6 separate regions of the Mus musculus genome follow, and all the other regions are linked to region 5. A link is a contact called in public HiChIP or PLAC-seq and promoter capture Hi-C data. All regions are on one chromosome and are shown on one strand. The core of a region is the stretch at or near the end of the contact, and the rest is flanking DNA. Distances in the headings are between cores, read along the strand shown. Region 1 holds the start of Cstad (CSA-conditional, T cell activation-dependent protein). Region 2 holds the start of Ier5l (immediate early response 5-like). Region 3 holds the start of Fam78a (family with sequence similarity 78, member A). Region 4 holds the start of Qrfp (pyroglutamylated RFamide peptide). Region 5 holds the start of Ncs1 (neuronal calcium sensor 1). Region 6 holds the start of Aif1l (allograft inflammatory factor 1-like).

Region 1 (4,447 bases), core at 716-3,215, 650 kb before region 5:
CTTATGTAGTCCAGGCTGGCTTTGAATTTTCTGAGTTGTCAGGGGGGGACCCCCGATCCTCTTGTCTCCTCCCTCCCAGGTGTTTGACTTATAGGTGTGCACCACCATGCCTGGTCTGTTTGGTGCTGTGGATCGACCCCAGGACAAGCACTCTATCCACCAAGCTGCACCCCAGCCCCTCCCCACTTTCAATAGCTAAGTGCACTTCCATCTGCCTGAAACCAGCCCCCCAACCCAGCCCATGGTTATCTTCCTAGTAGCAACCATAACGGCAGCAAGTCTATTTGCTGTGTGTGCAGGCCCCCCCGCAAAGCCACCCACACCTTACACTTCACTGACCCCTCCCACTGGCCCCAGGAAGAGATGCCCTCATGACCCCATTTTATGGATGGGCATGTTGAGACTCTCTTCTGAACCAAGTCCAGGGCCAGGAGTAAAGGGCAGGCTTCCCACCCAGCAGCATAGAGAAGAGAGCCGCTAGGGACGGCAGAAAGGCTGACTCTCCCAAGAGCTCAACTGCATTCTCTCCTCAGCTCCCCACTTGTGGGCCCTTGACCTCTGCAGCACCCCAGCCTGCAGCTCATCCTTTTCATCGGCAGCTGGGGTGCTGCATGCTCGGCTCAATCCAGGTCCTATCGGGATCCCTGCTTCTCTGGTTGTGTGCTCACTTTGCAAAACAGCAGAATTTATAGCGCAAGTAATTGATCCGGGTGTTCCTGCCTCCCGCCATCTCGCTGGGTCTCCTAATTCCCTTCTCCTCGCTTTTCCTCAGCCTTCTCAGCACACCATCTGTGGTGTCAGAGAATAGGAAGCCAAAAAGGGAGGGGAGGGTTCTAGTCCCAGATCTGCCAAATAAGAGTCAGATGAACCTCAGTTTCCCCATCTACCAAACAGAGGACCTGGTGATACTCTTAGGGCGCTAGGCCCGGGGTGCTGGAGCCAGGAGTGACCATTTACTACCCTCAAGTCACTCCCAGAGGTGCAGGCATGCCTGAGACCCACTTCATGGATGGGAACATTGTGGCTTTGAGAGCTTGTGGTTGTTTAGGGACCCAGAGCTGAGAAACATGACCTGGGCTTAAATCCAGGCCTCTGTGGCCAGTGTCCTAAACTGGATTCTACCTCCAGAGAGAAGTCATGATGGGATCCTGGCCCTGTCCTGGCTGGCCGGCTTCTCTTTATCTACGGCCAAGCATGAGTTCGGGGCAGAGTGTTGAGGCACAAGGGGAAATTCTATAAACCGTAGAGTCTATCAGACCTCTCCAAAATCTACTGTATGACCAGGGGCCTCCTGGAAGACCCATACAGCCTTTTAGAACGATCCATAAAAGGACTCCAGGGGTGCATATCGCTGGCCTTTCCCATGGCAGGTGACTTAGAAGGGTCCAGTGTGCCTAGCATGGCCTACCCATGCAAAACTGAGCTGGGGCAGCTTCTAGGCCCCTTTCTGTTCATTTTGTGAGGTGATTGCTTTTCTGGGGTCACTGGCTTGTGTAAGCCCCTCCACTCTCAGTGAAGCTCTGCCCCGCTATTTGTTTGTCTTTGCCCCTCTCCTGGCCTCCGGGCGCCACCGACAGGATTTGTCTCCATTCCATGCCGCAACCTCTCCAGGCCAAAGCCATCTTCTCTCCCGTGGCTGTGCATCCGAGGACGCCTCGGCCCTGTGCAGCAGCGGGGCTTCGTCCTGGCCGGCCCTTAGCTGGGGACAGAGGCCGTTTTGTCCTTGCTTTGGAGAAGGGATGGAGGCTTCATCCTCAGTGGCTGCCTGCTCGCGCCTGGCTGGAGGAGAGATGAGAGCAGGCTGCAGGGCTGCAGGCAGCGGCTTTCAGAACAAACAGAATTTTTTTTTGCAACTAGAGGGGGAAGCACAGAGCTAAAAATAAAACGAAAAGATCAGTATCTGTCAGTCTGACAGCTGATTGGCTGCTCGGAGATGCATATAATTACCAGCAACTGGCGCTGGGTAGGCAAAGCCCGGAGAAACTGCTGAGATGAGGTTAGGATTTAACCTTTAAATTCTGGAGCCACCGGAAAGCTAGGGGAGACAACCGGCGTCGGTGCTAATGAGGCTGGGGGCGGGGGCCGGGGGCACCGAGTCGGGGTCAGGTCCCCGGGCTCCCCCGAAGGCCCGGGGAACCCTCAGCCCGCGCCTCCGCCATCAGACTGGGAGTGCCTCTGATTGGGCGGCTCGGGGGCGGTGGGCCTTCTCTCCGCCCAGCTGGGGGTGGTGTCTTCCGGGAAGTTGAGGGGTCGCACCTGGGAGGGAGGGGGAACTATCCGGTGCTCTAGGGGTTCCAGGCCTCTCCTCGACTGACCCTGTCCTCACCCACATTCCTCCATCTCTCTGCCTAGTACTAATAGGATTTGGCTTTGGTTTTGCTGCCCACCCCTTCAGCTCCTCCATCCCAACTCCTACCCCTGGTCCCTAGTCCCTTCCTTCCAGATCTGGACAGGCCTCACGCAGGCTGGTCCTAGGTTTCTCTAGAGATAGACCAAAGCTGCAGGACTAGAGGGGTGCTGCTGTCCTCCCTGAACCTCAGTTTCTTCATATGTAAAATGGGGGTGGTGATGGTAGAACCTGTTCTATGTCTTCACAGGTGACAGGGATTTTGCAAGCAGTGGTTCCCCTTGATTATCCAACCCAAGGTCTCCCCATGAGTGAGCTCATGTAAGGGTCTGCCCTGACCCACAGTGAGCTCCTGGGTGCCTCCAGCAGTTTCTGCTACCCTCTGTCTCCCCTGCCCCTCCTCTGAGCATCTTCTCTGGAAAGTATCTCCTGCCCCAGCCCTCCTGCTGCAGCCTCTGGGTTCCTGACTCACAATCAGACTGTATGCCCAAGGAGGACAGGAACCACAAAAGCCCATAGCCCTTACAAGGAAATATCAAATTCCTTGCTCTGTGGTTTAAGAAGCCAGACAGAGGCAGGGATCTCGGGCAGCTATAGGCCTGAAACACGCAGATGTCTCATCTGATAGGCAGCCAGCCATCCTCAGCCCTGTGGGGCTGGGGCTTCTTATACAACACCCAGGAGATGCCACCCTTGGGCTGGGAAGATGCAAAGTGCCTGGGGGGCGGGGCGGGGGGAGGAAGGAGTAGCTCACACTGGAACTGGCTCCTGACTGTGATCACCCCACAAAGATCTCTGCAGTCCCTACAACACCCCTAGCAAGTGTTGTTGTTATTGGCAATCTATGATGGGGAAACTGAGGCAAGGAACTGAGCAAGGCTTGAGAGTGCTCAGACCGGAGCCACCCAGGCCTCCTCTCCCAGGCCGTGGGATGAAGATGGAAGGGAGTCTGAGAGATAGAGAAGGTGCTGGAATAGCTAACCTGAGACCTTCCAAGCCCAGTGAGCCAGGGGGGTCTTGGTTGAACAGCTTCTCCGTGACTTCCAGTGTCATAAGCTCTGACAGTCCTGTAACTACCTCCCACCCCACAGTTCTGTTTCTTTCTTATCCTAATGAAGACCCCAACAGGGTGACAGGTGGCAGCTTCCTGTGGGGCATCTGTGGCACCCAGTGCCAGCCTCTGCTTTGGCTTGGAAGGTCATCCTGAGCCGATGTCACCAGCCCCAGAGCCCATTCTCACCCCTGGGTTATTGACCACCACTTCTTGTCAGTCCTCTGCCCCAGCCCCAGCCCTGCTGGCCAACAAAGAGTCAAGAAGGGTAGCTCACTTTCCAGGAGGCAGCCATAGACTTGTCCGTCTGAAGAACCCAGCTTCGGAGAGCTGTGTGACATAGCTGCTTGAGACCACCCTTCCCTTGTCCATTTGACTGGTTTCTTCCCCACTCCCCTTCCGGAGCCTTCTCACCCCAACTATTTCCTTGCTTACCTGGAAATTGGGTGGAAGCTGACCTTTGCATGTGCGTGTGCATGTGCGGTGTGCGTGTGCGTGTGTGTGTGTGTGTATACACATATGTGTTCAAGGGCACATGTGCACATGCCTTTACACAGAGGTATCTGCCCCAGTCATCCTCCACCTTGTCTTTTCAGGCAAGGGCTCTCACTGAGGCTCACTGACTAGCTCAGAGACTAAAGTCACTGACAGGCGTTGCTGCTCCTGGCTCTCATGTGGGTGCCTGGGATTCAAACTCAGGACTTCATGATTACACAGCAAAACCTTCACCAACAGAGCCCTCTCCTCAGCCTGCCATTTTGTGTGTGACCCGATTTAATTTCTATCTTTGTCACTGTGATTCCCATGTACAGAAATGTTGGCGGTGTGTATGGCCTTGCTGTGTGGTTACAGGCCAGGGTCACTCACACGAGCTCTTGCTGTGACTGGTCTCTGAGGGGTCTCTGACTCTGGGGTGGGTGATGGCTGGAAACTGAGAGCTGGAGGTCACGGAGCAACCTTGGAGCCTCTCTGCACCTCTTGGTGGCCGCCCTGGCTCCTTCCTTTTCGGCATGCAGACAGGTTGATGGAAGTTGGATTCACTCCTGGAA
Region 2 (4,442 bases), core at 211-2,710, 770 kb before region 5:
TTGTCTGGCCCCAGCCCCGCGGGGCCCAGGGTCCCCATGCCCTCGGGGGTCCCTAGAAGGCGACAATGGCTCGAGTCCAGGCGCCGAGGCTGGCGAGCGCCTGCTTGGCGCACAGCTGCCCGTTGAGCGGCGGCGGCTGCTCCGAGGAGTCCGGCTGTCGGCTCACCAGCCCCGAGAAGCCCGAGCCAAAGATGGAGATCAAGTTTGAGATGTTGGACGCGTCCGGGGACGAGTCCGGGCAGAAGTCCTCGAAGCGGGCGCGCTTACAGGGGGCGAATGGGGTACCCCCGGGGGGCTCGGCTCCCAGGTCGCCCGCGTCCTCTTCGTCGTCCTCTTCCTCCTGGCCAGGGTAATACTTGCGCTTGCAACCAGCGGCGGACGCCAGACCGGGTCCCGGAGCGCCCTGGCCACAGCAGGGGCAGTGGGCGGAGGCGCAGCAGTCCTGGTGCAAGTAGCCGTTTTCTACCGTGGTCACCACGTGAGTGTCCAGGTCCAGCACGGTGGTCTGGCTGCTGCAGTGCACGCCGAAGTCCGAGGGGGCCGGGTACGCGCCCCGGTAGAAGCCAGTGGATGAGGAAGGGGCTGTAGAGGCGGGCGGAGAGGAGGCAGCGACGGTCGAAGGGGCAGCCCCCGGAAGCACCGAGGGCGCAGAGCAAGCGGCCGGGACGCGAGGGTCCCGCGGGCAGAGCGCGGCGGGCGCGGGCGGCGGCAGCGGCGCGGGACCCGGCTGCAGCGGCTCCAAGTGCTGCCCGCGGTGGGGCGCGCCGTGCGGCGGCTGGAGCGCAGCGCACCCGGGCAGCTCCGAGAGCGCCCCCGCGCAGCCCGCGGGCGCCCCGGCCACCGCCACCGGCGCCGCCGCCGTGCAGCCCCTGGGCGCCGGGTGTTGGTGTTGGTGCAGCTGCTGCTGGAGGTGCAGCTGGTGAAGCTGGTGGAGCTGGTGCAGCTGGTGCCGGGCAACCGGCTCGCGCGCCTCCGCGTCCCCGCCGCCGCCAAGTTGGAGCGGGCCGAAGTCGGCCGCGCTGGCCGGCATTCCGGGCGCCGCGTAAGCGAGGTGCTGGTGCTGGTGGTGGGGCGGCTGCTGTTGCTGCTGCTGCTGCTGGCGCCGGTAGAGCTCGGCGTAACGCTCGCTCAGGTAGAGCTGGCGCGCGTTGCGGAGCACGTAGGACACCAGGAGGTTCTTGTGCAGCTTGATGCCGCCGCGCTGGGTCCGGGAGCTGTGGATCTTGCGCAGGGAGATGCTGATCAGGCTCTGGGCGTCCAGGGCGCACTCCATGCTCCCGCGGAGACGCGGGCGGCGGAGCAGCCGCCTCTGGTGCTGCGAATGCTGCTCCTTGCGTGTGTCTCCAGTTGGTCGCCCGGGCGAGCCAGGCACAGGGAACCGAGCCCGGGTCGGCGGGTCGGCGACACTCCGAGAGAAGTCGCCACCATGCGTTGCGCGCCACCCGCAGGCTCACGCTCCCCAGACGGCGCCAAAGCAATGAGCCTCCGCCGGCCCCGGCCCCAACTATTTAGCTGGGCAGCAGCGCCCCGCCCCACTGTAGATTAGCCAATAGAAGCGTGTAGAGCCTTCCGACTGACAGCCACTGCCCTCCCCGGGACCACTTGACTGGCCAATCAGACCAAGGCGGTTCCTTTGTGCTATTCAAATAACGAACGGACCCCGGGCCTCCAACGCCGCCGTTGCCTCGAATGTTCTCCTGGGGCCGCGGCACCTCGTGGGACTAGGAGCCTCCGAGGTAGTCTCTCTCAGCTTTGGGTCGCCTCTTGGGAGCCACGTCGAAATTCGTAGCTTTCCTGGACGTGGCTCCTGCGAGCTGGGGGTCGGCTCACCTGAGCGCAGCGGAGATGGCTCCGCCCCCTTCCGCATGGTTGGGCCTCACCTGCGGCAGGTGCGCGCGGTTCCCCCGCTTCGAGCCACGCGGCGCCTCCTCTTTTCCACCTGCCACGGCCGGGGGCAACCTGGGCGAGCTGAGCCTTCTTCCAAGAAAAGCTGAGTGGGGGGCGCACCTGAGAACTAGAGTGCTGTCTTGGAAGAGAGGGTTTGGGGCCTGATTACCTGATGTGTTAGCCCAGGGGCCTCTGGGAATGGTCACGGAAGGGCCTCTCTTTCTGTTTGACTCAAATCCCAGTGATTTTTGATCTCTAGTAGAGAAGCTTTGTGATCGTGAGACTGCCTGGGTGGGGGGTGGGGGTGGGGGTTTGGGCTATGAACCCGCCCCAAGCTTCCTCCTCTTTTGGGAGACCTCTTCTTTCCTGACTTAATATCAATGACAATAGAAGCCCTAAGTGCCTAGCTTGGATCTCTTACCAGAAAAGTCTGAATTTCTCCCTTTAAGGTTCTTGGAGGCCAAGCTTGAGACCGCTTGAGTGGAGCAACCTGTTAAGTTTTGGTCCTTACCCTGAGCCCCAGGAGTACCCAGGCCAAGGACTTCTCCACTTTTAGATTCTTATTCTGAGTTATCTACTGACCAATTGAGGACAGAGAGCAGAAAAGAGAGAAGATGCCTGAGAGTCCCCTTGTACTGAGAAGCTTAAAGAGAGTAAGAGGGCAAGGGTGGGTGTGGGGGGCCCAAGATGCCAGCCGCAAGCCTCATCCACCGCGTTTAAGGTTCCTTTTAGTACTTAGGTCAGAAAATTGGCCCAGGCAGAGTCCAGGGCTGGGCCCTTGAGTGGGACTGGGGGATGGGGGGGGGGGAGTGGGGCTCTTCTGAAACCCTCTGTCTTTGGACCCTCTCAGCAACTCTGCCCCTTGGCCAATGTCTCAAGAAAACCACTCACCAATTGTTTCTGTAAGTGGTGGCAAGTGTCAAAAGCGGGGGACAGTTTGCTCAGGTTTTCAGATGAGGAGGCGTAGTCACTAGCTCCAAAGAGGCTTTGTCTAAGACCACAGGCTCTGGGCACAGTGCTCTGCTCCGTCCGCACCATCTGGGGACATGTAACTGTTAGAACAGCTCTTCTCACCCTGTGTCAGCAAGGCCAGGATTACGTTGTGGGGCTGAGGCTGGAACCTCAGAACAAGCACACGTGGTGGCATTGGGGATGTAACCTCATGCATCCTGGGGGTATAAAGCCGTATCTCTGCCCACCTGAATATCTCAGAAGCTTACAGGTTCAGGAAGGGAGCGGGATGCTCCTACAGCCAGGAGGACTGAGCTGGAACTGGGGGAGTCTGCGGCTCACAATGGATGCTGTCTTTTCCCAGTATTTAGTGAAGAAACTTGAGACTTGAAAGAGGTGGTGGCGGGATTTGAACCGAGTTCTGTAGGTGCCTGGAAATATGTTAGTGGGGCCGAGTACACTTCCTCAGGCCTAGCTCCTGATGAATGATGTAATGCCCCTGCCCCATCCATCCATCCATCCATCCACCCATCTATTTATTTATTTTTTCCAAGTGCCCCAGGACCAGAGTTCTCCAGAGCTCCTGTGGAGGCAAATATCATTCTTGGTTCCATACATTCATAGTCATTCTTAGCGCTGTGACATAGAAGATAGCTCTAAGGACCAGCCTGGGAATCAGAGTGGGAATAGAAGTGGGTGGTGGACTAGGAAATCAGGTCCCTCTTTTGGGCTTGGTATTCCCCCCTCCCCCATCCCTTCCCCAGCCACCACTAAAGGTGAAGTTCTTTTCAGTGGGAATGATGAAGTCTCACGCTCTGAGGCAGTTGAGCCACCACTGAGCCACACCCCCAGGTACCAAGGTGAGTGTTGAACTAACTCTAAGGCCCTTTCACTTGTGTGTGTGATTATGTGTGTGTGAGCACTGGGGATGGGATTGGTGAGGGGTGCAGACAGGCAAAGTGTGGCCACTTTGGGGGGGCTCTGTGTAGCCCCATGGGGGGGGGAATCTTCTTTGCAGCCTGTTCTCAGTCTTCCTTCCTTCTCAAGTGCGGGCTCTGGGGTCAGCAAGCTGAGCAGTTGTTTGGCTTAATAAAACCCCTTGATCTTTTTTGAGGTAGCTTTGGGCAGGGGAGCTGCTGCAGATGTTTCAGAAAACCTCCCACTGAAGGAGGCAAAGGACAAAGGACAGCTGAACTATGTGTGTGTGTGTGTGTGTGGCATGTCCTGGGGGAGGTGTGGCTGTGGGGGGGCACCTGGTAAGGATTTATAAATATGGATGGAGTGGGGTCAGCTGCATTCAGACCTCTGCTTGTGCACACAATGATTTGGCAGAATGCTACAGAGACCATTCAAGACTCTGTGTGTGTGTGTGTGTGTGTGTGTGTGTGTGTGTACATATGTGTGTGCACACGTGTGCTTCTGTGTGCATGCATGTATTCCTGTGAATGAGCAGGGCCCTCAGCCACCACCTTGTAGAGGGGAGCAGTGCACGAGGCAAGGTTTCTAGAGATCACCTGAGTGAGGTTGGGGTGCTCGCCTTTCTTCCTTGCCAACACAGGTAGATTACATCTGGTCTGAGTAACCATTCCCTAGAGGAAGTTAAT
Region 3 (4,318 bases), core at 1,333-3,832, 840 kb after region 5:
TCTGGATGCTTTGCAAATTTGGGAAGAGGTGTGAGGAGAATCTGGCTTGTGAAAGACCTCCCTGAATTCCTGAGTCTTGCCACCATCTCGGGACAGCTGCGTATCCAGGCTTAAAAAGAGGAAGAGCAGGGCTGGCGAGATGGCTCAGTGGTTAAGAGCACCGATTGCTCTTCCGAAGGTTCCGAGTTCAAATCCCAGCAACCACGTGGTGGCTCACAGCCTTCCGTAACGAAATCTGATGCCCTCTTCTGGAGTGTCTGAGGACAGCTACAGTGTACTTACATATAATAAATAAATCTTAAAAAAAAAAAGAGGAAGAGCTCAGAGGCAGGGGTGGGGCTGCAGGGAGCCCAATGACCCTGTGTGCCCCAGTGGTTTTAGGCCATTGGGGTGACAACCTAGTTTTAAGCCTTATCCCATCTTCCTGTTTCCTGCAGAGCTTAAGAGTCGCTAAACGGAGAAGGCACATTTGCTGACGTGACTAGCTACCCTTAGCCCTGTGGACTTCTCCAAACATAAGCGCCAACTCTCCAGAGACCTCTCTCTTAAAGCTGAGAAGCGAGGCCACGTAGAGTGGACACCAAAGACTTCGAGAGACAGTGTCGGTGAGCCACCACAGGGGTCAAGCCAGGGACTGTGTGTGTGTGTGTGGTGTCCCCACACCCCCACCAACCACTGGGTCTCAGCAGCTGCTTTCACCACAGTCCCCACGAGCTTGCCTTCCACAGGGAGGAATGGCCTTCTTTGGGGCCAGAGAGCATGCAGAACAAGACCCAAGGGCTCCAGGGTCCCATGTAGATCTATCTCATTCTAAGAGACCAAACCACAGAGATGAAACCAATGTGTCCCTCTAGCCGCTCCTAGTCAGGGCCCCACCGGAGGGACACTGGATGCTGACCCTTGACCTCCAGTGGGAGCAAAGCTGCACACTGCAGAGCAAACTGGGTTTCTGAAGTCCCTTTCAAACACACACTGCCACGGCCCACCACCACTGACAATGGTAAAGCTGGCCTCCGAAGCTCTTCTGTGCATCTGAGCCTCCACACACAACTCAGACAAGTTCAGACCCCACGGCAAAGTCCTGTGCAAAGAAGTCTGGAAGCTGTTTTGAGGCTTCCAACCACTCCCATCAGCTAATGGGTTCATGGAGGCCTGAGCCTGGGGGGCAGAGTGATGACTTCTCTGGTGACCCCAGATGGCCCTGACACTTGCTTTACCAAAGGGGCACAGGTTCTTGTTCTCTCAGCATCTTGCCAGGGAGGACAGAACAACCCTGGGCACCAGGGATAATGGCAGGGCAGGTCTAGCTGAGCTAGGACCCTAATCAACATAAAGGCTCCCCAGAGTTGCCTGACCCAAGAAGGCTTGGAGACAGTTCCACCCCTGCCTAAAGACCCCTGCAGCCCTGCTCCAGCCTCCCCGAGCCTTCAAGGCCCCCAGCCTGTCCCCAGGAGTACTCACATGCCCTGCTCCCCGTACTGGTTGTAAAACTCCATATGGCTGCACGCCTGAATCCAACCAACGATCCAGGTCTCCTTCTTGGGAATGGGCGGCATGACCACTTGGGCTGAGGCCCGGAAGTGGGGTGTCCGATAGCGCAATACCACGCTGGAGGACTCGTCGATGCTGGTGGGGATGGGGTCGATGGAGGCTTTCACATCAATCACGGTAATCCCTTCCCGGAAGACTCTGGCTTTGCCTCCGATGCTCTGAATACAGCCCATGGCACACAGGACCGCTCTAATCTCCAGGGAAGGCCAGCAGTCCCAAAAATAACAGGGCATTGAAAGGATGGAGGTTGCAGGACCCAGTGCAGAGCGCTCAATCTAATCTCAAAACTCAAAATCGAGATCCATAGGCTAGAGAACTTAAGGAGTAGAGGAGGTTTGCATAGCACTGCCGGGTCCTGTTATAAATATGGGTTCTGTTGCATCTCAAGAGCCCTGGGCTCCCTCTTCTAGCAGTGGGCAAAAGCCACCGATATTCTTTGGGTTTAAAAAAAGAAAAGTTTGGAGTTTAATGGAGAAGCATGTTTTTCTGACATCCAGCGCTGCGTCCTCACACTTGGGGATGGCAGCTCGGACACTCTCCCTGAAGTCTTCGCAGGAAGCAGACGGGCTCTGCCAGGCACATAAATAAGGAAGGCTCGGTCCCCGCGCGGTCGCGCCACCCTCGCTGCAGAACGCCGACTTCCTGCCCTTCTGCCTTCCGCACCGGCTCCCTGGAACACACGCGCCCGCCCGGCGGGGCCCAATCAATTGCAGCGTGAGCTCCGATTCAAGCGGCAGAGGTCCGACGTCCTGTGAGGCCCGTATCCACCCGCCCTTCCGAGAGGTGCGCTCCGGGTTAGGTGCTCGCCAGGTCCCCTCCGGCGCCCACTCGCGCGTTCCTCTGCCACTGTCGCTGTAGCCGCTGACTGCCGCGCAGGGCTCCGGGACTGCACTCGGATATCCGCCGCCGCCTGCTTCGCCTCGGCCGCCGAGGACCTGCAGAGAGGTGGAAGGCACAGGGCGGCAAAGTTGAGCCGAACTTTACTGCGGGGGACTCGAGGGCGCGGCGATGCCTGTGCGCCGGGCACGGGCTGTGGAGCTGACGGCGCAGCTCTGGGCGGTCTCCCCGGAGGTGGCGCCCCCCTCCGCCCGCCCCGTCAGTGGCGGCCGCACGACTGCGCGCACCAGCGAATAATCGCCTCCCGTGACATCTCCGCTGACACCGGTTTAGCTCGAGGGAGGGGTGAGGGGTCGTTCAGACTGCCACCGCAGTGGGTCACTAGGACCTCCCGGCTCGGGTACTGCGCATCAGTACCACGCCACCAGCGTGAAACGCCCCTTCTCGCTCCAGTGTCTCGATCCCCGGGGCCTCAGTGCCAAGCCCAGGCCGGTCTTTTAAGGCATTCTGCCCTTTGCCGGCAGAGGTGGCTGGACACCAAGAAGGCGTGTTGCCCCCCCCCCCCGCCCCACCGCGTGCCTCGGTTTCCCCTAACCAAGCTTGAGCCTTAGCTGAGCCCAGCGCGTCCCGAGCGCGCGCCTCCGCCGAGGAACTTTGGCAGTCAGGTTCCCACCCAGGGGGCGTCACGAACTCACCTGCCCCTAGGGCCGCTCCAGGTGCCTGGGTCACCGCCCTCCGGTCTTCCCTAACCTCTCTGCCCGCACGTTTTCGGGGCGCCCCCTCCCCTGGGCAGTGTCCCCTGGCTCTTATCTACTAGGGTCCGGGGATGGCGTGGGCGCCTCGGATCCCCAAGCCCCTCCTGGCTCCGGGCTGCTGTGGGGATGGCCGGGGGCGGAGGGCTGAGGCTCGGGGCTCTCTCGCCCCCACCCCGAGCGCCTCCTTATTTTATGATCATTATGAGCGTGCTGTCACCGCTCTGCCCCGCCGCCGCGCCGCAGCCGCCTGGCGCGCCCCGCGCCGCCTCGCTCTGCTGCAGCATCGGAAAGGCAACCAGGTCAAACTTTGCAGAAACTCGGTCCCTGCGCCTGTCTGGCCCCTGTGTTCGTCCGCAGCCGCGCGACAACGCGCACCGGCGCACGCAGGACCTGCGCTCGCCCGTGCGCCCCGTGGGATGCAGGTCCGCAGGCGGTAGCGTGCAGGCGGGTAGGCACCGCCTCCTCCTCCAGCCCGCCCGGCTCTCCTCCCTAGCTCTGGCACTCAGCACACTCTCCCCCCCCTCTCTCTCTCTCTCTCTCTCTCTCTCTCTTCTTTCCCACCTCTCTGCAGCTGCTGGGGGAGTTGAGCCTCTTCTTGCATAAACGACATTTCCTTTTTTTCTAACCCTAGGAATTCTGGGTAGTGTAGTTCTGTCTTTCTCGGGTCCTGGGGTTGGGGGTGTTCCTATTGCCCTTTGACTTCTGGATGCCAGCAGCTTTCCAGTTCAGGAGACTTGGGGCACTGCCCTGGGGATCCTAGCTGCCGGAGTTGGTGGTTGGGTGGAAAGCATGGAAGTTTTGGGAAGCTCCAAGACTTGGGAAGGTTTGGAGGGTGGGAAAAGTTGGTGTCTCCCAACCCCCAAACCCCAACCCTGTATTGATCATGTTTGTATCTTCAGCATGGTGAGAGGGTTGTCAGCTAGTTGGTCCCAAGTATGTAAGAAATTTACATTCATCAGACATTGAGTCAGAAAGTTCTTATGTATGTCTCACAGAGGAAAAAAATACCCAGAGAGGAAGACTGAAAAGGCCTGCCCACCACCCCAATCTAGCAGGTATCCCTGCTGAGACCATCTGGGGGTCAAAAGGAGTAGAGAGCCAGAATCTAAGTAGCCTCAGGCCCTTAGCTCCACCCCTACCAAGCCATTAGCTTCTAGATAAAGGATAGTTTGTGA
Region 4 (3,990 bases), core at 426-2,925, 560 kb after region 5:
CGGAAGCCCCTCATCTGAGCAGAGGAGGGAGAGAGAGGAGGGGGTAGTGGCCAGCATTTGGCCACATGCAATCCCTGGCCCCAGGCTTCCCAAGGTCTGGGCAGCCCTTGGAGGGATAGCTGCTGACTGTGCTTAGCCTGGTTCCCTAGCACCCAGGACACCAGGCTGTCGTAGCCACCGCGGGAGCCAGCTGGACCAATTAGTCTGATTCCTATTCACCTGTAGCCGGGGAGCTGCCTGCCTTGGTGGCTCAGTACTGGAATACCAGAGCTGCCAGCTGGCTTGCAGAGGTACCCGGGTGGCCCTCGGGGCTGTGTGCATTTGGGTTCAATTTTCTATTATAATTATTGACTCTTGGGCCGTAGGCAGAGTGAGAAGCTGCCGTGTTTTCAACTTGATAATGAATAGGTCTAGCAGCTCTGCTGGGAAACCCCACTGTCTCCCTAATTCAGGAACAAGTTGCTCTTGGGAGGGGGAAATGGGCCTGGTGGCCCTTGTGTAAGTCAAACTCCTACCTGGGGAGGAGCTAGAGGCAAGGCTGGGGACAGCCAGCACCCACTGAGCTCCCACTGGGCAGGACAGGCTCTGGTGAATGGGTTTCTCTGTACAGTAAGTCTGTCTACAGCAAACGCTGCCCCACCACACAGCTCTGGGCTCTAATGTCAGTGTGGTTTCTCCCTGTGCCAGTCTCTAGGGAAATGATTGCTTCCTGATGATAGCCATCCAGCCCACCAACCCCGGGGCCACCCCCCCTAGGACCTCAGGCACAGAGAGCCTCAGGGTTTGCCCTAGGTCCTACAGCTTTATAAGAAAGAGAGCTGAATTCAAGGTAGCCTCATTACTCTGTGCCCCCATACCTGTCTCATTGTCTCGAGGTCCCCCCCCCCACATCCCTTGGTGGGAACTGTTCCCTTCCCTCACAGAGGATGCTTGTGTTTGCAGTGACCATGGGTGAGCTGAGCCGAGCTGGCTCATCCTCTGAGGAAGCCCCTGAAGCTGGAAGTGGCGGGGGACGGAGGGGGGAGGGGGGGGGACAGGGGGGACGACTTCTTTCCAGAAACAGCTCCCTTGAAAACATTTCAAAGAAGTGAGCGCAGCCAGAAAGCTTCAAAAACAACAACAAAAGCAGCCCTGCTTTCTACCCAAATCCAGCTTGCTAAGCCCCCTAGTCCCCAGGGCCTGGAGTAGCCTCCAGTCTGCTGCTGCTAAAGGGGCTTCCTCAGGCACGGGTGGAGAGGGCAGGGCCCCCCACATGGGACAGACAAGTCTCATTCCCTTCTCCCCATAGAAGGGGAGGACCAGGAATGGTCTTTATCCCCAGAGATTAATACTTCCTGGCTGGCATCTAGGGCCGGCTGGCTCTGGTGGAACTTGAGCTGAGGATGAAGCTGCGGGTCTCCCACACACCCGCCCTTCCTGGTGTGTGGCTCGTGGTGCTGGCTGTACCCGCCTGCACCCAGCTCACCTGGAGAGCCTGGCCTCCCGTCCCTTGCTGTACTCACTGTGCTGAGGGCTGCTCTAAGAAGGGCAGGTGAGTCCCTGGACCCCAGTTGTCAGGCAGAGCTGCTCAGGTCCCGGTCCAGCAGGCATGGCTCTGGGGTTCCCCCGCTTTATAAAGCTCCCTGGAGAGGCGAGCCCCAGCCTGCCTGATTGCTATGCATTCCTAGCCCCAGGATTCCTTTGGGGCTGCTGGTGGTGAAGGAAGGGGCACCGTGGGCCAAAGGACAAAGAGACAACGCAAACAGGATGTGGTCTGATGAAGAGTGGCGGGCGCCACCCTTGCAGCACAGAGAGCATCATCACGGGTCAACCGCGGGCTCAGACACTGGAGGTTCCCGGTGGAGACATGGAGGCCCACTCTTGAGAACCCTGATGGTGGCCCTGCCTTGGTCTCCCTCCAGAGACGGTGGGCTTACAGAGGCAGCATCCTCACTGCTGAGAGGGCTTGGAGGGTCATGGACACCCAGTCCCTTCTGTAGGCAGATGAGGTGTTCTGGTATATGATATACCCCTCCTTAGGAGCCTCGGGAGACATGAAACTGGGCAGGAATTCTTGGTTCTGAGGGGTTCAAGGTTTAGAACTCATGGCTAAGCAGGTCCCTCTCGGGCGACAGCTCCAGCAACACACTCAGTCTGTGACAACAGTGGTATGTTCTGTCTCTCTCACCATGCGGCCTCATGGCTGGTCATACTTTCCAGAGTTGGCTGCCCATCCAGACATAAAGCCACAGGGCCTGCCCTTCTAAATGGCGGAGTATGATCATACCTACCTCCCCAGTGGCTGTCAAGGTGGCTGGGAGATAAGGCATCGAGTTAGCTAGGTGTAGACTTGGCAAAGGTGTAGGGCAGGTAATGAGGCCTTCCTCCCACACTGGCACCCTCAGGAAGGACAGGGTTGTCTGTCACCACCACCCCTAACCACACACCATGACTTCTCTTCCGCTGAGTCCACGGCTGGGTGCTGTTCTTACCGGCCGGCACCACCGCAGTGAGTGTGTGTCTGCAGGGGCTGTAGATACCTCATCTCCATAGCCTCCTCCTTTTACCAGACTCCCTCTGGATGCTGACCACGGGTGCTCTGGCCAAGGTGTGGTCACTGCCCATTCCAGGGCCACTACTCAGTGCAGTTCTTCCGGTGACTAATGACAATGCCCCACCCACACACCCTGGATTCAGCAACTGCATGGTAGGGTGGGACCCTTCCCCTGTGGCCCACTCAGTTCCTCAGTTCACACTGGGCTCCCACCTGCCGTGCTGTGACTATGGGGCTGGGAGGCCAGCTCAGACATTTGCTTTAATCAAACACTTGGCTCTGAGGGCTGGGCAGACTCCCAAAGCGCTTTTCAGGCACACTCCTGGGTTCCTGCCTGCATCTGTCCCTCTGATCCTTGAGCCCCAGTGTCTTCAGCTACTGTCCGCCATGATGGGGGACCTTGCCAGCAGCTGCTGTCCAGGCCAGCGTGGAGTCTGGAGTTGAGGGTGTTTCTGATGTCATCGAGCAGGATGGGCCTTGTCAAGGTTAGAGGCTGAGCAAAGAAGGAAGCAGTGTTACAGGAGGAATTGGGGTGGGGGGTAGCTTTCCAGGAGGTTCCAAGGCTCTCTGAGTTGCAGTCCTGAGGGCACAGGGCTCCATGCAGCCTGTCCAGGCTTCCTTGCAGCCTGGCTTCTGGACCCATCTGTGTTTCTCATGGTGTGAGGGAGGGCTGAGACTGGGTGAGAAAGGGTATATTCATGACAGCCAGTCTGGGCTGTGCCCTTGCAGGTTCCTGGTTTCATCTGAATGATCCCCCCCCCCCCCCAGAATAGGACCCAGCTTGGAACACCATATGGCTATGATCTCCATCAGCCCCGAACCTCTGAAATTGATGATGTCACAACACTCCTCAAGTCATGAAGAACACACCCTTCTCATAAATGTTCACCACCACTGGGGTCTCCCCAGTCTCCTCACAGAACCCCAGGGAGATTTCTTCCCTCAGTCCTACACCCTGTAGATGGCTCGTCCTCAAGCCCCTTGATAGTTCTAGAGAGTTCTGTGAGATTGGGTCGGTGAGACCCATCCAGCTGGCTCTTGAAGCCACAGACAGAGCAGTTCAGCTGAGGGAATCATCATGGCCAGGGCTTAGCAGTGTCAGGGAGCAGGCTAGCTGGACAAGGCCCCCACACAGGCGAGAGTGCTCCGACAGAAACAGACACAATCACCTTGGATTTCTGAGGGCCTGGCTCTGGAGTCCTGTCCCCAGCATCTCTACCTGTGCCTCCCCTGCACCCCACCCCCATCCCTCCAGCCCCATGACCCAGAGTGAGCTGCCTAGAGGACAGGACACTGAGAATCTTGGGAAAGAGTCTGAGAACTGGTGTCCTGTGGACATGGCCTCAGGACACTCCCACAGTACAGGAGTGGTGATCCCTCCCTCACTGCCCCCATGCCGGGGTAGGGGGCGGGGGGTTCCGCCCCTGTTCTCTCTGCAGTGTGGGCACTCAGTCAAC
Region 5 (3,875 bases), core at 605-3,104:
TTCTCATGTTGCTCACTGCAGTGTCTTCAGTCTTCAGTCTAGCACCCAACACATGGAACAACCCCTGGGTTCCTGTAGAGCATAGAACTGTCCTTGAACTCATTATATGGCAGCCATGGTTGCCACTGAGTTCCTGATCCTCCTACCTCCATCTCCCAAGAGATGACAGGCCTGGCTCACAGCTCTCTAAGGCTTCAACTGTTAACCCATGGTCCAAGGTTTCTGTCTGAGCAGGATGTTCAGGTGAGGCTGGCCAGCTCTGAACCTCTTTCTGTGGCTTTTCCTTCGTGTACATTTTGAATCGATCCTCAAAGCTGGGACACCCTGCTCCAACCTCTAGCGAGAATTCCTTTAGCTGTGGCACAGCGCCAGCTTCCAGGATCCATGTCTGCTCACTTCCTGTATCGAACGGGCTCTTCACACCAACAAGCTGGGACCTGGGTCTGGCCTGGGCTCATGTAAGGGAAGGAACCGAGACCATCTGAAGGCTGGAGACATGCAAGAGGTGGGGTTGAAAGGTACCATCGCCCCAGGCAGGGTTTTACACCCTCTGAGAGGGAAAAAAAGAAATTCTGTCCGTGATTGCATCCCTGCTGGCTCAGGAGGGAATGGCTTCATCTTGCCATGGTCTTTCCAGGGCTCTGGTTCCTGGCATGGGTCATTCCTCCCCTACCCGATCTATTTTCATGCCTTTCCCTGAGAACTCTTCCTCCTAATGTTGTCTAAGCCAGTTGTGAACCAGGGATCCTACTGCCTCCCCACCCACTTCCCTGTTTAGCTGGGCTGGCTCCCTGGCCTCTGCTACTAAGACTGGCTCACAGAAGTTGCCACTGGCCCTCAGGGCCTTCTGAGAGCAAGACATATTTCTGCTCCCCTCCCCCTGAGGCTCATTCTTTGGAAGAAGCAAGCGCCAATGGACTAAGAGGTCCAAGTTTTCCTGAGCTGTTAAGGAGACAGAGTTGGGCAGAAAGTCAGGAGAGGTCTCAATTACGATGACATTTTGGGAGGAGGGGAGAGCAGGCCATCCTTTTCCTGGAGTCCTTCCCCAGCTGCAGGCTTCCAGGCATGGAGCCCCACCAACAGGCTCTGCTCCCTCTGGCCACTTCAAGCAAGCCCCACAACAGAGAAGGTTTGAACTGCAAGTACTCCTGGGCACCGGGGACAGAGGCCAGGTCTTTGGGGAAAGCGGCTTGCCAGGCTGGTCTCCAGAAGCTCTGGCCCTTCTGCCTGGCCTCAGATCATTCCCAGCCTTGCCTGGAGCCCCGGGTGTAGAGGCTGCTCTCCCTCCCAGGCCAGACCCCTTCCAGGTTGATACCCCATTCCTCTCTCAATCTGAAGTCACTTCCCTCAAGGCCAGGCAAAAGTGTTCCCACCGAAACCCATGCCAGCCAGCACATCAGGATGCTCCTGGAGAGGTCTGGGATCGCGTCTGTCCTCTTGGCCGCCAGGTCCCCAGCGCCCAACACATCTAAGTGGAATGAATGAATTGCGCCGGGCAGGGATTTGGCCTCGTTCACGTCCGATTTTCCGGGCCCTCCCTGCCCACGCCGCTGCGGAGAGGGGGGAATGGATCGGCGGAGGGGGCGGTGCGGCGACCTCCCAGCGTCCCCGGAGAGCCAACAGGAGAGGGGGTGCCTCAACGCGGAGCTCGCGCCTGTCGGAGCTGGGCGGGAGGTGGCGCCGGGCGATGAGTGGCGGCTCCGAGTCCACCCCTGGCGCGCCGGTGCGGGCGGGAGGCGGGGAGCGTAGGGGCGGCGGCGGCGCAGCAGTAGCGAGCATGTGCTACGCAGCCCAGTAACCAGGGACGACCGCGGCAACCGAGCCCCGGCGGCTGCGGCTCTCAGCCCCGCGCAACTCCTCGCCGTGGCCGCTTGCACCGCCAAGGCCTGGCCCTCGCCGGGTCCCCGAGGCCCCTTGAACCGTCAGCCGCGGTCGCGCAGCACGCCGGAGCCCCGCGCACGGGACGCGCGGGCACGGCCAGACAAAGGCGCGGCCCCGGCCCGGCCCAGCCCGGCCTGCCGGCCTCCGCGCACCCCGGCCCGACCCAACCGCTCCCGCTGGGCGCCCCGAGCGGGTCCGGCCCGGGGAGCGGGGGCCGCGGCCGCCGAGCATGGGGAAATCCAACAGCAAGTTGAAGCCTGAAGTTGTGGAGGAGCTGACCAGAAAAACCTACTGTGAGTGAGCCCCGATCCCAGATCCCCGATTCCCCATCGAGCCGCGACCTTCCCTCCGCCCTTCCCGGCCGCGCCCCTGCCCCGCACCTGGCCCATTGTTCTATCCGCGCCCCCGCCCCCGGCCATGGCTGGGTGTCGCCTGTCAGCGTGCTCCAGGGACCACTCTGGGTCCTCAGGGCATCCGCAGCCCACCCGCTGCTCCCCTCCTGTCCGAAGGACCCGGGCTGTGCCGGGGCGGGGGGCAGTGGTCCCAGGAGGGGGCGCCCGGGCGTTGTGTGGCTCTCCTGCTTGGAGCAGGGTGGGTGGGTGATTCATGCTTAATGATGCTGCTGCGGCTCCTGCCTCTTGCGAGGTTGGCCTGTCGCCCCCTCCCTGGCAAGTGTGACTGTGTTGGGAGGAAGAGGGCTGGCGAGACTGGTAGAACGCTCAGGTAGTGACGGTAGAGGGCCAAGGGTCCTGGGCGCCCTCTTAGATGTCGCACGGTTGGGCTGTATTCTCCATCCCCCCTTCCCTTCTCCTGTCTCTACCGCACCAGGAAATGGGTTTACATGGCCCGAGCTGACGAGCGAAGGAAGGTCTGTCCCACTCCACGGTCCACTAGATCAGTCCCAGGCGTGGCTCTCCACTTGCCCAACTTCACAGATCTGCCTCTGCATCTTTAGTGCCTCCACACCAGGTGTCCCCCCTCCTCGCAGCCTCTCCAGGGGTGGCCCTGGAAGTGGGTCCTGGGAAGCTTTGGCTGAGCGCTCTGCATCACCCGGAAAGACAGGCAGTTAACTGACAGCTCGGTGTAGATGGAGGCTCTGGTGCAGTGCATGGTCTCTGCTCTCACCCCCACCCCCACCCCCGGTATCGGTCTTCTGAGCACGTTTGCAGGTCTTGGTCAACCTAGTGCCTTAGCCCCATGCTCCTCACTCTCCCAGACTTAGAACAAAGGGGGCTTTACTGCCTGGGCTCTCCTGGCCCCTGTCCTGAGGAGTTGGACACCTTGGAGGTCACATCCAGGAGAACTATCCTTCCCAGCCCAGGCTGCCTACTCTCTCTTTCCAGATTGGGTGGGTAGCTTTTTCTAGCTTGTTGCTGTTTGTGAGGTTAACTGGACCCTCGAAGGTGTGGCTCACAGCCATTAGCAGGTAGGCTATTGGTGGGACACCCTCCCTCCCTGAACGGGCCAGGACCCCAGGGTGTGGGGAGGGTAGAGGGCTCCATGGACTTCTCCAGGAACCATGGCATGTGGTGTACCATGCTGTCTCCATGATGGTGAGGCTGGGGGCCACCAATGAGCCCTGTGAAGTCAGGGTCCTGCTTACTGAGTGTGTCATGCACCATCGGCTGTGTCCTTAGCACAGCTGTACATCAACAGCTTGTCCTGTTCTGGGCACTCCAGCTGCTCATAGAGAGGAAGGCAAGGCTGGGAGATGTGAGCTGGCATCCCTGGCTTATGCCAAGAGCCCTCTGTGCCTCTCTTTCCTACCCTGGCCCAGTGCTGGATTTGAAAGACCTTTCGTTCAGCCCCATCTCTGAAGGGCTGGCCATTAACTTGGGAAGAATGGGGCCAGCAGAACTCTTGTCAGGCACTGGCCTGGTGAAGTTCCGCTGAGCTATTTTTAAAGGGCTTTTGTGATGTGGAGCAGTTTTGTTCAGGGATTGAGGCAGTCTGGGCACTTCCCCCTCATCCAAGGCCTCACTTAGGGCTGGGGG
Region 6 (4,267 bases), core at 1,597-4,096, 700 kb after region 5:
ACTCTCTCTGTGGACCAGGCTGGCCTCGAACTTGGAGATCTGCCTGCCTCTGCCTCCCAAGTGCTGGGATTAAAGGTGTGAACTACCATTGCTCAGCTATTATTTTTATTTTGAGATTCTGTTCATTTTTGTTTTATATGTATGTGTGCTTTGCCTGCGTGCATATCTGGGAACCACATGCATGCTTCAGGTCCTCTGGAACTGGAGTTACAGATAGCTGATAGCTGCCATGTGAGTGATGGAAGCCAAACCCAGGTGAACAAACAGACACTTCTCTTCTTCTTCTTCTTCTTCTTCTTCTTCTTCTTCTTCTTCTTCTTCTTCTTCTTCTTCTTCTTCTTCTTCTTCTTCTTCTTCTTCTTCTTCTTCTTCTTCTTCTTCTTTTTTGTTCTTCCGAGACAGGGTTTCTCTGTGTAGCCCTGGCTGTCTTGGAACTCACTCTGTAGACCAGGCTGGCCTTGAACTCAGAAATCCGCCTGCCTCTGCCTCCCAAGTGCCGGGATTAAAGGCATGCGCCACCACTGTTCAGCAAGCAGACACTTCTTTTAACTGCTGATCCACCACTCCAGCCCCACATCAAATGTTGAGTGGTCAAGTCCCCTGCTTGGCCAAAATACCAGGGACTTTGTGTCCAAGGCTTTGTGGTGAGACATGCCATATATGTACAGGCAAAGTGTTCTGAGGAGAGGAGCATCCCTCCAGAGAGAACCTTGAGGTCAAGGTGAGGCTGAGGATGGTGTGGCTGCCATTTTATGTTGAGTGGGACTGATATGGTAGGTTGCCAGGGTTGGGGTAGAAAGACGGAAGACGGGATTGGGTAATTAGGATCTGGTGTGTGATATAAAGGACATGGGAGCTCTAAAGTCAAAATCTGGGGCAGGATCCGGCACTTCTCTGGCCTTAACCCAGTTTCTCCACTGATGGATGGCCAACCTCTACCCACTTGAGCCATGATGTACAGCAAAGCGTGGTCCCAGCATCTCTAGTGGGCGGAGACCAGGCTTCCTAGGAAACAAGTCTCAGGCCTGCCAAGTGACTCATGCGGTATGGTCATGCCTGGTGTATGCAGAGCCACTCAGAAGGTCCAGAGGTGGGGCTGCACATGACGGAGGGGAATGCTAGCAGCAGCTGAACATCTGTCTAACTCAGCAGCCAGCTGAGCAGTAGAACTTGGGATGGCCCCTGTCCTATCCCACTGAACAGCCAGGAACAGCTGTGGAGCAGTCTTCTCTGAGGAGAAAACATTCCTTCCGGTAGGGGGGCTCCTCAGGCAGAGAGGTAAACAGCCCAAAACAAGAGCTTCAAGAGCTCCCTGAAACTGAGCGGATTCCCCAGGCCCCTTCCTGCCGGCCTCAGCAGAACCCAGCTGCAAGAAGACTCTTAGACAAGTAGAGTTGCCTGCTGGTTAGACTAACTGATGCCCCGGGAAAGGAGACTCTCCATCCAACCTGTCACACTGTCTGTAGACCATGCGGCGGGCTCCAGGTTCCCAGTTTTGTGAGCTGTCATCCATGCTAGGGGGTGGACTTTGGCAACACAGCTGTCTGTGAGTCATTTCTGTTTCTGTAAGTTAACTCTTCACCCATATTCTTGTAAATAACCCTAATAAAGCTTACTGGGTCACCAAGCTGGACTTGGGTGATATCTGTAATTGGATCTCTCGTGGGTTCCTAAACTGGGGTGAGTAAACGTGTGTGTTGTATCTCCTCAGGAAAAGTTGGTCACACAACAACAGCTAACCCAGCTAGCTGGGACCATGGGCAGCCTGTGACCAGAGCAATAGGGCCCTGTTCTGAGTCCAGTTCCTGCCCGAGCTTTCAGAGGGAACACGACCATGCAGGCTTTGAACTCCCAAGCCCTTGTGGGCCTACCTTCTACAGTGCAGTCCCTGCTCCTGTTTCTCCTATTCTGCTGCTTAGGGAGCTTGTGTCAAGTGCCCAGCTTCAGATGAATGAATGAATGCATAGTGGGAGGAACCTAAGAGCAGGAGCCCTGCCTCGCAAGCATCTTTCCTCCCATTAGCCCCATAGCATTCTATCTGGACCACTGGACTCCCCTGTGTGAGCTTGGCTACCCGTCCCCACAGTCAGCTGGTCCCAGGATCCCAATCTAAGGAGTGTAGACTTGAAATAAGTCAGGGGAACAGGGATTCCTGGATCCCATGGTTAGGGCAATCCTGATCTGTGCCTGTGTCCACAATGTAACAATGGAGGGAGACCCTGTCTCTAGAAAGGGTCTCTAGTCTGTTCAGGTTGGACACTGGAATTCATGATCTCTTTCTTTACAAGTTCCTAGTTCTTGCATGCCCACCCTGGCTTCTCCTCAAGTCACAGGCTGCTTCTTTACCACCCTAGAGGACTCGTGTCCCAGCTTCAGCTTCCAGACTTTTCTATCTAGTAGGCATACCGGTACTACTTTGTAGTTAGGGGAAATGACACACAAAGACCAAGTGTCAGGTACACCGTATTTGCACCAACACACGTATTTATCTAAAATATCGGTGTTATCGTGGCACTGCCGGGCAAAGGTGACAGTGAGGTGACAGCCTCTATTGGCACTTGATCTTCACAACCAGCTCTGCAAAGTTCTTAGTGAGATGTGATATTGTCTCTTCTGGTGATGGGGAAAGAGGGCGTTCCCATCTTGCATTTTCCGCGTCCTCCAGCAGAGGGGCGGCGGCGGGCTAAGCGTCCGGCTAAACAGCGGGCTTTGATGCCCCGGGTGCGCGCGGCAGCGGGGAGGGGGGCAGGAGGCGGGCCGCCGGAGGGGCGGGGTGTGTCCGGCCGCGAGGTCCCTCCGCCCCTGGGTCCCGTCGCCACACGCTGCCGAAGGTCTGGACCAGACGACTTTTCCTCCCTGTTGTCCCTGGCCTTGTCCGGAGTCGGGCTCATACCATGTCGGTCGCACTCAGCAACAGGTTCCAAGGTAGGCGCCTGCTGTCCCCGCGCTATCCCGCGCCGGACGTCCCTGGGTCGCCACCTGTGTGCGCTGTGCGGCGCGCGCGGGAACTCGGAGGGGGCGCGTGGCCCGGTTGGTACCCTAGCTTCCCCGCCGACTCTTTGTCTCCCGCAGGAGGGAAGGCGTTCGGTTTGCTCAAAGCCCGGCAGGAGAAGAGGCTCGAGGAGATCAATCGGGTAAGCCGCGTCACTGTGTGGGACAGCGTGTGGGTCCCATGTGCCGCACTGTGCCACCCCTTCCCCCCAGACAAAATCAGCCCCTTCCTCCCCTACCCCTGGCCTTCTGCAATTGCATCCCTGGCCCCTGCTGTGTGGCCTCCAACTCCAGGTAAGTCCATTCCACCCCTTAGTTCTCTGCCTGGCGTCTCCAGTTGCAAGTTGTAACTCTCGACCAGGGAGGTGGGGCGGGTGAGGGAGCCGGCTGGGGACCACCTAAGGGGTTTGGCGCCAGGAGAGACCCCAGGGCCAGTGCTGTCTCCATAGACCCGCAGAACTTAACACTAGGAGCTGGCTAATGCTGGCATTTCCTTGTTGCCTCCCACCTCCAACTCTAACACACAGCTCTTTGCACCAGCTTTTAGAAAAGTTGCCCAAGGGACTGTTTTTTTCTTCTATGCTGGTCCTGGTCCTGGGGAAGTTCTAGAAAGAAATCCTTCCGCTGCTGCCAGAGACACAATAGCAGCTCCGTACGTTTGCTACTGAGCGTGTAGATCCCAGGAGATAAGAAACGGTGTCAGGGCCTCCTGGATTGGCAAAGCACAGAGGTGGCACAGCCTGAGGCTTTAGGGTTCCCAGGATCTGTGTTCAGATGTGACTGGTGTCTCAGTAAGAGCTTCTCGCTTCCTGCAGGGTCACTTTGTGGGCTCAGGAAAGTAAGGAGCCTACATCTTCTGGGGTCCAGCGCTAGGGAGACAGCCCGCGAAGTTAGTTTCTCTCTCTCTCTCTCTCTCTCTCTCTCTCTCTCTCTCTCTCTCTCTCTCTTTCTCTCTCTCTCTTTTCCTCTACAGTGGAGACTGAACTTAAGATTTTCTCCATGCTAGACACTCTACCCTAGAGTTATTAGTACATTGGGGCTGAGGTATGCCAATTGATATAAGGGGAGGCATTTCTTCTTATTTGCCCCTTTGGTCCCTGGACACCCAGAGTGACAAACTCCAGGCCCCTGTCGAGGAGCTAGCTGGTAGGGTTAGCACACTAGAGGTAACTGGAGGTCGTTGGAGATGCCAGGGCTGTGGTCCTGTTGAAGTGTTTCGACCTAATTCCTTTATTTCCATGGACTGTCTAGACCCAGATAGGTGTCTCTTCCCGTC

What was found. Promoter capture Hi-C pulls out the DNA fragments that hold promoters and counts their contacts. HiChIP or PLAC-seq counts read pairs in DNA pulled down with a chosen protein or histone mark.
Region 1: a promoter capture Hi-C map of the SN4741 cell line shows a contact between it and region 5, with 3 times the contacts expected there. The contact joins the promoter of Cstad here to the promoter of Ncs1 in region 5. A contact is called at or near these places in 2 of 39 promoter capture datasets (the SN4741 cell line and liver), 1 of 484 Hi-C or Micro-C datasets (CD4 T cells) and 1 of 115 datasets of contacts at active chromatin or transcription factors (pancreatic cancer cells).
Region 2: a contact with region 5 is called in a promoter capture Hi-C map of liver, with 4 times the contacts expected there. The contact joins the promoter of Ier5l here to the promoter of Ncs1 in region 5. A contact is called at or near these places in 1 of 39 promoter capture datasets (liver) and 1 of 484 Hi-C or Micro-C datasets (embryonic stem cells).
Region 3: a contact with region 5 is called in an H3K4me3 HiChIP or PLAC-seq map of embryonic stem cells, with 2.7 times the contacts expected there. The contact joins the promoter of Fam78a here to the promoter of Ncs1 in region 5. A contact is called at or near these places in 2 of 39 promoter capture datasets (hippocampal neurons and liver) and 1 of 115 datasets of contacts at active chromatin or transcription factors (embryonic stem cells).
Region 4: a FOXA1 HiChIP or PLAC-seq map of pancreatic cancer cells shows a contact between it and region 5. The contact joins the promoter of Qrfp here to the promoter of Ncs1 in region 5. A contact is called at or near these places in 11 of 39 promoter capture datasets (the 3T3-L1 cell line, 3T3-L1-derived adipocytes, the C10 cell line and 7 more) and 1 of 115 datasets of contacts at active chromatin or transcription factors (pancreatic cancer cells).
Region 6: a promoter capture Hi-C map of liver shows a contact between it and region 5, with 2.5 times the contacts expected there. The contact joins the promoter of Aif1l here to the promoter of Ncs1 in region 5. A contact is called at or near these places in 4 of 39 promoter capture datasets (hematopoietic stem and progenitor cells, liver and neural stem cells) and 1 of 115 datasets of contacts at active chromatin or transcription factors (astrocytes).

Annotation. Positions count from the first base shown.
Region 1 is chr2:30,593,079-30,597,525 of GRCm38.p6, forward strand. It overlaps Cstad (CSA-conditional, T cell activation-dependent protein), which reads left to right and starts at 1,966. Exons shown (of 2, transcript NM_030137.2): 1 at 1,966-1,996. The coding sequence starts at 1,992.
Region 2 is chr2:30,472,739-30,477,180 of GRCm38.p6, forward strand. It overlaps Ier5l (immediate early response 5-like), which reads right to left and starts at 1,461. Exons shown (of 1, transcript NM_030244.3): 1 at 1-1,461. The coding sequence starts at 1,273. The coding sequence ends at 53. Gm31291 (a long non-coding RNA gene) reads left to right here and starts at 1,570. Exons shown (of 7, transcript XR_003954013.1): 1 at 1,570-1,736; 2 at 2,337-2,540; 3 at 3,631-3,698.
Region 3 is chr2:32,081,123-32,085,440 of GRCm38.p6, forward strand. It overlaps Fam78a (family with sequence similarity 78, member A), which reads right to left and starts at 2,583. Exons shown (of 2, transcript NM_175511.4): 1 at 1,462-2,583. The coding sequence starts at 1,784. It overlaps Gm33126 (a long non-coding RNA gene), which reads left to right and starts at 4,147. Exons shown (of 3, transcript XR_374254.3): 1 at 4,147-4,318.
Region 4 is chr2:31,808,905-31,812,894 of GRCm38.p6, forward strand. It overlaps Qrfp (pyroglutamylated RFamide peptide), which reads right to left and starts at 1,676. Exons shown (of 2, transcript NM_183424.4): 1 at 1,503-1,676; 2 at 1-14. The coding sequence starts at 14.
Region 5 is chr2:31,244,069-31,247,943 of GRCm38.p6, forward strand. It overlaps Ncs1 (neuronal calcium sensor 1), which reads left to right and starts at 1,855. Exons shown (of 8, transcript NM_019681.3): 1 at 1,855-2,174. The coding sequence starts at 2,111.
Region 6 is chr2:31,947,457-31,951,723 of GRCm38.p6, forward strand. It overlaps Aif1l (allograft inflammatory factor 1-like), which reads left to right and starts at 2,847. Exons shown (of 6, transcript NM_145144.1): 1 at 2,847-2,925; 2 at 3,073-3,134. The coding sequence starts at 2,895. It overlaps Lamc3 (laminin gamma 3), which reads left to right. Exons shown (of 28, transcript NM_011836.4): 28 at 1-1,627.